Regions from separate parts of the Anas platyrhynchos genome. Here region 1 is linked to region 2. The links are chromatin contacts, called in public Hi-C maps. All regions are on one chromosome and are shown on one strand. The core of a region is the stretch at or near the end of the contact, and the rest is flanking DNA. Distances in the headings are between cores, read along the strand shown. Region 1 overlaps PARK7 (Parkinsonism associated deglycase). Region 2 overlaps SLC45A1 (solute carrier family 45 member 1).

Region 1 (5,498 bases), core at 1,674-4,173, 34 kb before region 2:
TTCTGGCACATGGGATAGGGTTTGGAAGCAAAGTCACAACACATCCCTTGGCCAAAGATAAAATGATGAATGGAGGTATGTAATTAATTTTATAGGTTTCTCTCTAAACCCTTCTCAGAAATTATTTTAGCTGAACTCTTCATGTGAAGAAAGGTAAATAACATTTGTATCTTATTTTGTATCTCTGAATTTCCTTAGTTCTTTGATGTACAAATGCAGTCTGACTTCCAAAAATAACCCCATGGGAGCCAAGAAGCACAGTGAGTGCTTCTCAATGAGCTTGTGGAAGCAGAGGTGTGCTCACATGCCATGTGAATAAGCTGGCAGAGCTCTCAAGGGGCCATTTTTCTCTCTGAGGACCATGTGCAGTGATGGGTTGCTTGGTTCTGGAGGGGTAGGGATGCAGAACCCAGAGTGGGCTTGGCCCGCATGGGTGTTTGAGATGCATACTGTAGAGCATGATGATGTTGTCAGAGGCCAACACTGCTTAGTTGCCATAGCCTGTGGGCAGTGCCCTGTGGGAGACAGCTTTGTGCTCTGTGGCATCTGTGGATCTGTGCTGGAGACTGATTCTCTTTCTATTCTGTCACCACCACCACCCCCAGCTCACTACTGCTACTCCGAGAGCCGCGTGGAGAAAGATGGGAACATCCTCACCAGCCGTGGCCCTGGTACCAGCTTTGAGTTTGGGTTGGCCATTGTTGAAACACTGATGGGGAAGGAAGTGGCCGAACAGGTGAAGGCACCCCTAGTATTGAAAGAGTGAAGAGTTGGTGTGGGACAGGGATTAGAACAATTTCAGAAGGAGAATCTTATCCTTTGTAGAATAACAAAAAGATGCACTGTTGTAAATCCCATTTAATTGCGGTTGAAATTAGCAGCAGTACTCACCTGTATTGGGACGTCTTACAAACTAGTGGTCTTTGTTCCTGGATCCTGTTAGCAAAAAGCTTTATCACTAAAAAGAAGCCAGCTTTTAATAATCTTATCTCTTGGATGGCATTTAAAAATCACATGGACAAATGTTTAGTGATAAATAAAAATGAAGCAACTCTGCTTGTGTGGTGTTTCTTTGTGTTTTCTCCCATCCCAGACCTGTGGCACCTTTTTACCATCATGGCTAACAATGTACTGTTCAAAGCAATTTCTATCTAGTATTTCACATTGTTCTTTTGAAGTATGAGCCCAAATTAATTGTTAAATCGTAACCTATAATTTGTTGAAAACACTATTTAATTTGCATTATATAAATAAGGCCAATAGGTAATCGTCATTCTAATGCAGAATGTAACTAATTCTAATGTAGCATGTAAGTGGGAATGTTCTCTTATTAAGCAGCCTACAGTTCCTGTAGCTAGGAGCTTGCCCATGCCATTGATACCATTTGATTTTGTTTTCTAAATTAAATGATTGTGGATTCATCAAGCTGTTTAGGCAGCTAACCATCAACATAAAATACGAAGTTTTGGACTTAGCAGTTTACCACCAGAAGCAGTGCTTCTTTCTGCTTTTTGGAAATGAAATTTTGCTTCAAGCCTGGCTTAAGTGAGCATATGCTGGTTTAGAGGAGTTGTTGGATAGCTCTGTAGAGGAAGTAGTACAGACATATTTCCATGAGAATTAAGAATTTGGGAACGATTTTTGTCTATTACCTTTCATGTACCAAGTAACTATATTCTGACTGACAGCAATAATGCTTAATGACACCTCAGTGAACTCTGAATTTGCCACAGCGTCTAGAGACTCGGTTTTGCATACATCTGAAGTGTAGTCTGAACTTCAGAAAATGACTGCATCGGTTCCTTTACGATTGGTAATTTTAAGGGAAAACAAGTACAAGTTGCTTCTCGTTTACTGCATTTTGATAATGGAATACATAGGTACTTTTGCATGCTTAGAATTAACCAGTGTCTCTGTAGTGTTAGTATTTACTGGGAGAACTCCTTTAGCTATATGCTCTTCCTCCAGTTTGTTCAGAAAAGCTTTCATATTGTCACTAGCTTTGAAATACGCTCAAAATAAGCAAAAATTGCAATCTGTTTAAGACTGGACAGGCTTGTTCATTACATCTACATGTCTAACTGGTATTGCCATGCAAATGTAAACTGAATTATGGAGAGATTCTTCTGGAACCTGGAATAACCATTTGTTTTGTAAATGGGCATGATTCAGAATACAGGAAAAGCTGTGCATTTCTGGACTGTAGCACTTTATAGCAGTAGAAGGAAAATATTTCCATGCTTGTATTGCATTTAGGCTTCCAGAAATATTTTATTACCAAGCATTTAGTATTTTATTTTTGTGCCCAGTGGTGACAGGACAGGAGTGGGCACAAAGTGAAGCACAGGAAATTCCGTCTGAATGTATGAGGGCACTTCTTTATTGTGAGGGTGACAGAGCACCTAAAAATCAAGGAATGATTTTAAGTTGGTATGGGTGATGCCAAAGACCAAGGGGTTGTAAACATAGCACAGGAGTCATCAAAAAAAAAAGTGAGCAATGAAGTAAGCCTGGAGGTGTGAGTTCAGTGAGAGTAAGAGTAGAAAACACTGCTGCTCAAGAAGGAAACCAGGAATAATGCAATTCTGAGATCCTCTACGAGCTTTGCTATTAGCTTTCACATAAATCTCTTGGGGCAGAAATACGAGGTGTCCAAGGCCAGTCGGAGGATGGGAACCTACACACCACGGACAGGGGAGATCCAACGGGGATGGGAGGAGAACAGGGTTGGTGCTGTGTTTTTTTTTTTTTTTCCTTCACTGGGGACTACAGAGCATTGAAAACCTTAAAATAATAAAGAAAAGCGTAGCGGCAGGGGGCGCCTTAGGGGAAGCCTGAACGCCGGGTCCGGGCCCCGCCGGCAGCGTTATCGCGCCCCCGTGCGGGGCTTGGGGGGGCCCGGCCCGCGGCACCCCCGTGGCTTTAACGCGCTGGGGAGGTGCTGTTGGCAGCAGGAATTTCCTCGAGTGTGTGTGTCTGCAACCAGGAGGCAGGCCTTGGCCTCTAGTTCTCAGTGGAAGGGTCGTGGCCGCTTGTGGTTTTCTTTGCGCGCAACAGTTGTAGAGGGAATATCGGCTTTTCTGAATCTGCAGGGCTGTAGCCAGCAGGACCGCCTGCATCTTGTCGTGTTGCTTTAGAATGTCAGTTATGTTGCACTGAATTTCCCAGTGTAAAGCTCAGGCTTTGTAAGCTGTAAATTGTAAACTGGACTGCTTATAACACAGCAGCTTTACTTATTTTACTGCTCCAGGCATGCAGTAGCATCCTGCCTTATCAGGGAGACTGATTTTGATTAAAAGTTTGTCCAGTTAGGCTCATATGACAGGAGAAGTATGACCTGAGAGAGGCAGTAGGTCCAGAACACCCTTGACCAGCAGCTTGAGAGACTGAGCAATCTTGAGCTTACTTCTGTGTGCCTTGTAGTGTTATCTAAAGCTATGATTGCATTGCTGTCTATCTCCCTAAAGAGGCAGTCTGGGCCTCCGGTTGACTGGGGAGCGATGGGGTACATCCAGCACAGGGCATCATATGACGAAAAAAACCTATAGGAGAAAACTGCATCTGTCTCCTCACCCCAAAGAAACATGGATGTTTAGACTCAGTCTTTAACAAAACTCTAGCATTAAGTTGTTGAACTTGAAGCTAGGTGCTAAACAGCTCATCCTTGCTTCAGGCTAGCTCCTCAGTCTTAGAGCCCCATGTCAGTCCTCCATCAGCCTATGTAAAAGGCAGGAACTCACCTATCACTCACTTCACTGCCATCTGTTTTTAAAAGCTCGTATCTTAGACAGGGCTGTCTGTCCCTGTGGCTTTTAATTAAATGACCACTCCATTTTTTAAATTATTATTATTTTTAATCTTAAAACATGATGAGACAAGACTCTGTGAGAAGACATTCCCCTGCCCCTAAGCAAAAGCAGTTCGGGCTATTTTTAATCTAATGAGCCACAGTATCTGTCAGGGTGTGCACGTGTGTTCTCAGCTCCGCCCTGAGTTGTTAGAAGCCTCTGCATTGCCACGTGCGTATTGGTGCACTGAAGTGATGTAGAGTCTGCATCATAATAATACAATGCCAATTCAAAATTGCTTGAGCTCTAAGTGCAGGGGTGTGCAGCCAGGATGCAGGAAAGCTACTTGAGTAACTTGTCAATGATAGATGACAAATGAAGTCACCAGGTGCAACCTAGTATGTGTCTTGGGTTTCCTCTGGACCTTGCTCAACAGCCAGTAGAGGACAACACATATCCTCCCAAAGGTCCACCTGCTGTCTTGCCATGCAACAGCTGGACACAATGTGGCATGAAATGAAGTGGTCTTTTAGCAGGGACTTCTCTGAAAGGTGTAATTTTCCTGAGGACTTTAGGCCTGAAGACTAAGTATGTAGAGTTGGTCATACGTTCCTGTTGCTTTCCAGAAAGGTACTTGGTAATGCTGACCCTGCCCTTCAAGTTGCTGTGAGAATAATAAACATTTTTAAAGGCAAAATAAATTATTTAGGTAACAGGAATACACATCTCTGTCACCAGGGTAGATGGTGGATAGATCATTCTTTGGGGTCAGGATCATGTATCCTATGCTCAATCCAGAGACTTTGTGCATTGAGGGCCTCAAAGTTTTCAGGCATCATGATAAAACACTTAGCACCCTTGAGTAGATTCAGGGTGGTGATGGTGGGGTAATTTGGCATGTTTTTTTTTTTTTCTCTCTGACATTTCATGTCAGTATATTTGCACTCTTCACTGTGGATTCAGTCATAAAGGTGGGTGACCTTGAGAAAGAAGCTGCAGGTTTTAAACAGAGAAGCTACTCTTCTTCTGAATCACTTTGTAAGGAAATGAATAGCAGTAATAATTACCATGTTTCAGTGGCACACCACTTAAAATACGGAATATAAAACACCTTTTCCAAAATTAACCACAACTAGGATCAAGGTGCACACCAATATATAAATAGTAGAGCAACAGTCTATGAGCAATCACAGGTGTGGCTTCCATATGTGATTCAGAAAAAGTAATGAGCTGTGTGGTTGAAAATAGGCATTTGGGCGGGGATTATGCAAGGCCTGAATTACAATGCAGGATGGGTGGGGATAACGCCTCTTTCAGTTTATACAAATACTAATCACAAACTCAGCAGCCAGAAATCTCTGCAGTGGTATTTAGCAAATATTAATAAGTATAATTAAATTTTGTGTGCTAGATTTTCATTGCACAGGAAGTATGAGAAACAGAATCTTTACCATATGTTTTATGTTTTAAATGAATAGAAACAGGTTAGGAAAACAAGTTATCAAGAAAATAAAACATTAGGCTGGACTAGGGGGTTGGGGTGGGGAATGGGCAGTTGTAGAAACATTTTCTACAACTATTAGAAGTGTTCATAGGGGCCACAGTCTATACTAATGATTTTGATGAGTAGGAATTGCACCAAGACTGGTGTGGGCATCATCTTAATCCTGAATCCCACGATTAAGCTGATACACTATCAGTTTGGACACC
Region 2 (5,620 bases), core at 2,640-5,139:
ACTGTCCTGCACATCGTGCAAACATGTTCTTGTGCCATGGCTGTGGCTTAGTGAGCAGGTCGAACTGTTGTACCTGTGTGCACAGACGAAAAGCAGTGATATGTTGTTGTGGACCGCTTCTATGTTCTTGCACTTTTTTTCCTTTGAATTTCTGCAGGTGATGTGATGCTGCTTACCACGCTTTTGTATGGCAGCAGATAGGCAGTGTAGAGTGAAACATTGTGTGGCTTCCAAAAGTAAACGTGAGAGCAGTGTGGGTGAGTAGGCTCTCTCCTAGTCTTGACTCCAAGTGCTGCAGATCCATCTGGGAATGGATCCAAGCCAGTCTTGGTCTCTAGCACCACACAGTGGTGCGCAGGACTCAGTGTGTTGGAGCTACCTTAAGCTGTCTCTTTCCTGGTCATTCATTTGAACCTAATGCTCTGGGCTACTGGTTGCATACAAACCATAAATCCTGAGACAGCTTTCCTAGAAGCAGTTTCATATCTGAGGAGCTGATTGACAAGATTCATTTATTTATTTATTTTTGTCATAACTTGTACTTTGACTCGCATTGCATCTTCTCAGCTAATTTTGCCCTCACATGCCTGTGAGGGTACAAAGTTCCATTGGAAAGGTATTGCTAATCCCTTATATGTGGCTGCAGTTGTAGCAGCTACCTTTTAAAACAGGCCTTCTCTAGTGGTTCATGCCAAAGAAGTGTAACCAGATTTGGCTAACAGATTTTGTTAAACACCAGGTATTATCAAGAGGATCAGTTTACTGCCGTCACGCTGGTTACTAAAGATGGTTGAAAATGTAGTGCTATGCATGAATCAGTGTAATAGGATGAACCTAGATCCCATAAATATAAGAATTTAGAGCACTATGTCCTTGTGCTGAGATTCACAAACATGTTTTTACAATCTGAAAGTTTATTCAAGAGTAGTTTTACTATGATTTGGTCATGCCAGGGGCCACATCGTCCTCTTGATGGATTATGACAGATAAAGCTTCCCTTCCTGCTGATAAGAAATAATCCCCATATAAAAACTAATAGAGAGTCTGTTTTATAGTTGTGCCCAAGTCCATCTAGTCTCTTCTGGGAATGCATGAGTAATGAAGTGAATTTCTCAGCACATAGCATATTTGTGACTGAGGAAGAGTTTTTTATTTCCAGATTACACCCACATATTGTCATGAACCATTTACTGTAAAGAAAAGGCATTAAGACGGAACAGGAGTAAAGTTCTAGGAAATATGAAATTTGGATTGCTTAAAATGTGCATTGCAGAAAATGACTGTAGTGCGTGTCTATGAATTACATGTTGTCTGGGTGATGTTCAATCTTATGGCAGTATTTAGCATCTACAAAGCAGGTTAACGCCGCTATTGTTTTAGTCATGCTCAGGTGAGATCCTAAGAATGGAAAAAAAACCAAGCTCATGACATGCCTAGAAGAACTTTATAGGTATAGCTTCCGTTTTAACAGTATTTTCCCATATTCTTTGCTAGCTATTAACAAATGGTAGATAACTTTCATCCTTGTAATCAATAATTTGAATGATGACATTCGTCTTCCCAAGAAATAACTGTGCGATGAGTCCTGCTTTCCTGGAAGTGGCTGAATACCTACCTACCTGTCTGCCGGTGGGAAGCAGGGAGTGAACTCCTTGTTTTGCTTTGCTTTGCTTGCACATGCAGGTTTTGCTTTACCTAGCATATTGTATCTCAACCCATGAGTTTTCTCACTTTCACCTGTCAGATTTCCTCCCCCATCCCACCTGGGGAGAGTGAGTGAGTGGCCGTATGTTGCTTAGCTATGTGCTGGGGTTAAACCACAGCGGTGGTGATTTATTTCTTATGAGGCACTCAGTGAGTCCCTGTGGCCTCCGTAGGCTCAGGCAGGCAGTTTGCCATCAGGAAGGATGGGAATGGTTTGTGTGTGCTCCTTGGAACAGGGTGATGATGGTTCATGTTGTTGCAATTAGATGATCTTTGTCCCTTCCAACACAAATTTTTGTTTTCTTTTTCAACATACATATGCTATATTAGATTAGGTTTTGCATTACAGCCTGAATTGCTGTGCTGACTGTTACAGAGGGATAGAAGTGTCCTTACTGTAGTCTTCGTTTTAATGTAGTCTGCACCACAAAATGAGCACTCTGTACTCTGCAGAAACGGAGTTTTTTCAAGCTCTATGCAAAATACAGTTGATGTTTGTTCTGTTCTGCTGCTGCTGAATGTTCTCAATTTTCCCTTCCAAGAAGGTTTTAAAGATGAGGAGCAGTGTCCTACTGGAGCACAGCCCACTTACCTCAGTGAGGCTCTTCTAAATATTTTTTTTCCCGCTTGTTTGCATGAGACTGAGTCATTATCATTTACTTGGTGCGATCAAGCTGTAATGATTCAGCTCCAAAAAGCTGTAGGTACAGTCAGCCAAGTGAAACACACAAGTAGACATAAGTATCTAAAGCAGGGAGCTTGGCTTTTTGATTTTTTTTTTAAGAACAAAATATGATGGTAAGTGCTTAAAACAAAACAAGCAAACAAAACAAACCACTGTGGTTATTTCTATTCAAATTCTGTGTTAGCCAAGAGACTGAATAGTGTGCAATTCTTAAGTAACATGGCAGTTGTCCAACATTCCAAGAAAGAAATCTGCCTGACAGATTTTGTGTGCGAGAGAGATCTCTTCTGACTCAGTCTGAAGGAAAATGAGATCTTTAGTGCTGTACGTGATCTTAGGGTGACACTATGCATACAATGTCAACTCTAAGTCCATTTGCATTATTTGTGTGACGGAAGGTCAGTACCTTTTTTACATAATACAAGATTAGAAATATAGTACAGTAATAGCCCTTTTGCATCCGTTTCCCATTTTGTAAAACGGATTAATTCAGTGGAATTAAAACTGAATGCAATGTTATTTTTAAGGCACGCTGTATTGTATTATCCATTTGTGAGTATCGGTGGTGGTATTTCAGTCTCCGAACAGCTTAAAAATGCTGTTTGAACAGGACATTATGGGGTTACAAGGTAGTTTGTATCCCATGTTTTCTTTGCTCGTGTGGTTATATTGACTTGGGAATGAAAAAAAAACAGCAAAAAGCTGAGCTTTGCCTCATTACCTAGAGGAGTCCTGCTTGTATGGATTGCTGTGATTTACAAAGGTCAAATCCAGTGATAAGGAGAGTACTTGTGGCCAGAATATCTGACCCACACATGTCCTGGTCAGTTTTGTGACAGAGATTTCTGAGCTGTGTCCAAGGCTCTTTAGTGCGTCACTGAGTTATGTGTCTAGCTAGTTATAAACTGCATAGTCCTCAAGAAGTCTGTGTTTTTCCAGGCATATGCCTAATCCTGTTGCTGTCTTAGGTCAGTGGTACATTTTTATTTATTTATTTAGCTTCTTTAATGATACCAAGACTTGAATACACATTTGCAATGTCAGAAAGGTGTACAGGTTAATTTCCAGTTTGAATGGGGCTCCCATGCTTTTAACCACCTCCAGAACAAGTATTGCTTCCTTTATATGTAAAAAGCTCTGAGGGTGGAAGGTTTGATTAACATCTGTCTGCTCAGTCAGCAGTGTTTTGTTTTCTGTTTGGGTTTTTGCTTTGTTTTTACTCAGTTTTGTGATTTCCCTGTGTATGCAGGAAAAGGTCTTATTTTGTGGTTTTGAAGTTATGGCCTTTGAAGAAGATGAAATTTCCCAGACTTTAGAGACAGCAGCCTCTTAGAGCCCTGTGGTCATTGATTTATCTGTGAACTGCATGTTGTGCTTAGGAAGAGACAGCAGGGTGGATTTGCCTGTCCAAGTAGAGTTCTGCTTTGGAGCTGGCTGTCGGTTTTCTTGGTAGTCACTGAAGAGAAAGGGGTGTTGCAGGGGTATGACTCAGCTCATCCAAGGCTGTGTCCCTGTAACTGGCTGTGCAGATCATCAGAAGCAATGTGGTCAAAGTTTCATCAGAGCAACATTCATGCCAGGGCTCAATATTTCACATTTATTTTACCACAGAACTCAATTAGCTGAAACTTGCATGATTTCTATTTGATGTATGCATATTCCTCTTGAAAATATTATATTGATTACTGCTGTGTATCTTTCCACTGGCTAAATTCAGTGATTTATTTTTTTCTTCCTCTCATCATGTTGCTGGTTGAACAAGGAGAGAAAATGTGTGGATTAAGAGGTGTTTTATTTTATTTTATTTTTTAACAGATTAGGTGGCTGAGTGAATTAGGCTTTTCCAAATGAATATATAGCTTCTCAACTCAGTGCGAAACCACAGCTTGTCTATTCCTAACAAGTCAAGAATAACAGTCCTTTTCATATTAAAACAGTTGTTTTTATTTTACTTTCATGCTGGCAAATGAGGCTTCTGAAGCACTCTGAATTTGGGTAGAGTCTTCACTATTTCAAGTAGAGAGAAGTTTTTTTGTTGCAGGAAGCTCTGCACGCTTCCAACTTGATCTTTGCTATAGCTGTCATTTTCAAGCGTGCCAAAAAAAACATAGTCTTTAAGGATAGTTTCAAGAGATTACTTTTTATCCATTAACCAGTTTTAGTGAACAAATGTTGGCAATATTACTCTTTTAGGATCTTTAGGATCAGTTTCTTCTAGGGAATGAAACCAGAGTGGAAGAATTGCTACCTCGTGTCTGTTTCCTGGAGGAAGGGAGGTTGGAAAGGAAAGCAGTAGTCTCCCACTGGAATCTTGGTCTGAGGTGAATAGTTAAATGACAGGTTCTTTGTTCTGCAATGGGGCCTCTCTGACCTTCCACTTCCTGTTGAGTTGTGAAACGAAGAAGTAAACATTTAATTGAATGTGGCAGGCTGAGGCAGTTGGCCTTATTGTAGAAGAAATGTCAGTCCCTTTTCTCTCTGCATAAATTCTCTTTACTGGCAGCACTAATGGAGCTACAGTGGAAGAAAGGCAAGCCTTTAATTTAGTGAGTCCTACGTTCAGGCAGAAATAAAGGCAGTATGTTTCTTGGTCCCTGGAAGTGTTGTGTGTGCAGCAGGGTTGTTGAGGATTGCCCACAGTCAGATTCCTTTCAAAAGTATTTTGCTTATAGCATAGGAAATCATTTTGCAATGCTGAACTCCTCAAAGCTGCCATGGGGCTTGGTGGGAGATTGGATATGGCATAATTTTTTTGTACTGATGTCTTGGTTCCAGAGTGGAATTGCTAAGAGGTGTTCCTTGTACAAACACAAGAAATTCTTCCAACTGGTTTCCTTGAGCTCACAGCACTGCCATGACCGTGCATTTCTAGCTGAGGTAGGCCTCTTTAAAAGGTTCTCAGCATAAATAAAACCACAAGTTTGGTGTCCCTAACCATGGCAAGGGGGGTGGAATTAGACGATCCTTAAGGTCCCTTCCAACCCAAACCATTATATGATTTTAAAATGCGATAAATTTACCTGAACTTACTGTTCATCTGACTCAGATGGTAGGTAGTCCATTTACTTCTTCCATGTTTACCAGTTCATACTATCCTTCAACTGTGCTTTGTGATGACCTTTCATAATTTTGAAGCCTGCATAATCTCCTGCTGCAGAAGACTTGGATATTGCTCACGTACTACCAGTGACCCTTGTATATTTCCAGATATAGTTAATAAGAACATCTTGT

The links. Hi-C and Micro-C count contacts between places; a contact is called where the count stands out from the background.
Region 1: a Hi-C map of F1 follicle shows a contact between it and region 2, with 1.7 times the contacts expected there. The contact joins two enhancer-like sites. A contact is called at or near these places in 5 of 8 Hi-C or Micro-C datasets (F1 follicle, liver, skeletal muscle and 1 more).

What each region holds. Positions count from the first base shown.
Region 1 is chr22:2,364,681-2,370,178 of IASCAAS_PekinDuck_T2T, reverse strand. It overlaps PARK7 (Parkinsonism associated deglycase), which reads left to right. Exons shown (of 7, transcript XM_027443417.3): 6 at 1-75; 7 at 606-1,056. The coding sequence ends at 766. Among named protein-coding and RNA genes, the nearest start is that of PARK7, 9.3 kb to the left of the region's middle. Within about 2 kb of position 2,923, at least 3 of the 8 cell types and tissues checked have an H3K27ac peak or open chromatin away from gene starts, as enhancers often do. A contact at or near this core is called in F1 follicle, where this site is marked.
Region 2 is chr22:2,331,325-2,336,944 of IASCAAS_PekinDuck_T2T, reverse strand. The region is part of intron 1 of SLC45A1 (solute carrier family 45 member 1); the gene reads left to right. Among named protein-coding and RNA genes, the nearest start is that of SLC45A1, 19 kb to the left of the region's middle. Within about 2 kb of position 3,889, at least 7 of the 8 cell types and tissues checked have an H3K27ac peak or open chromatin away from gene starts, as enhancers often do. A contact at or near this core is called in F1 follicle, where this site is marked.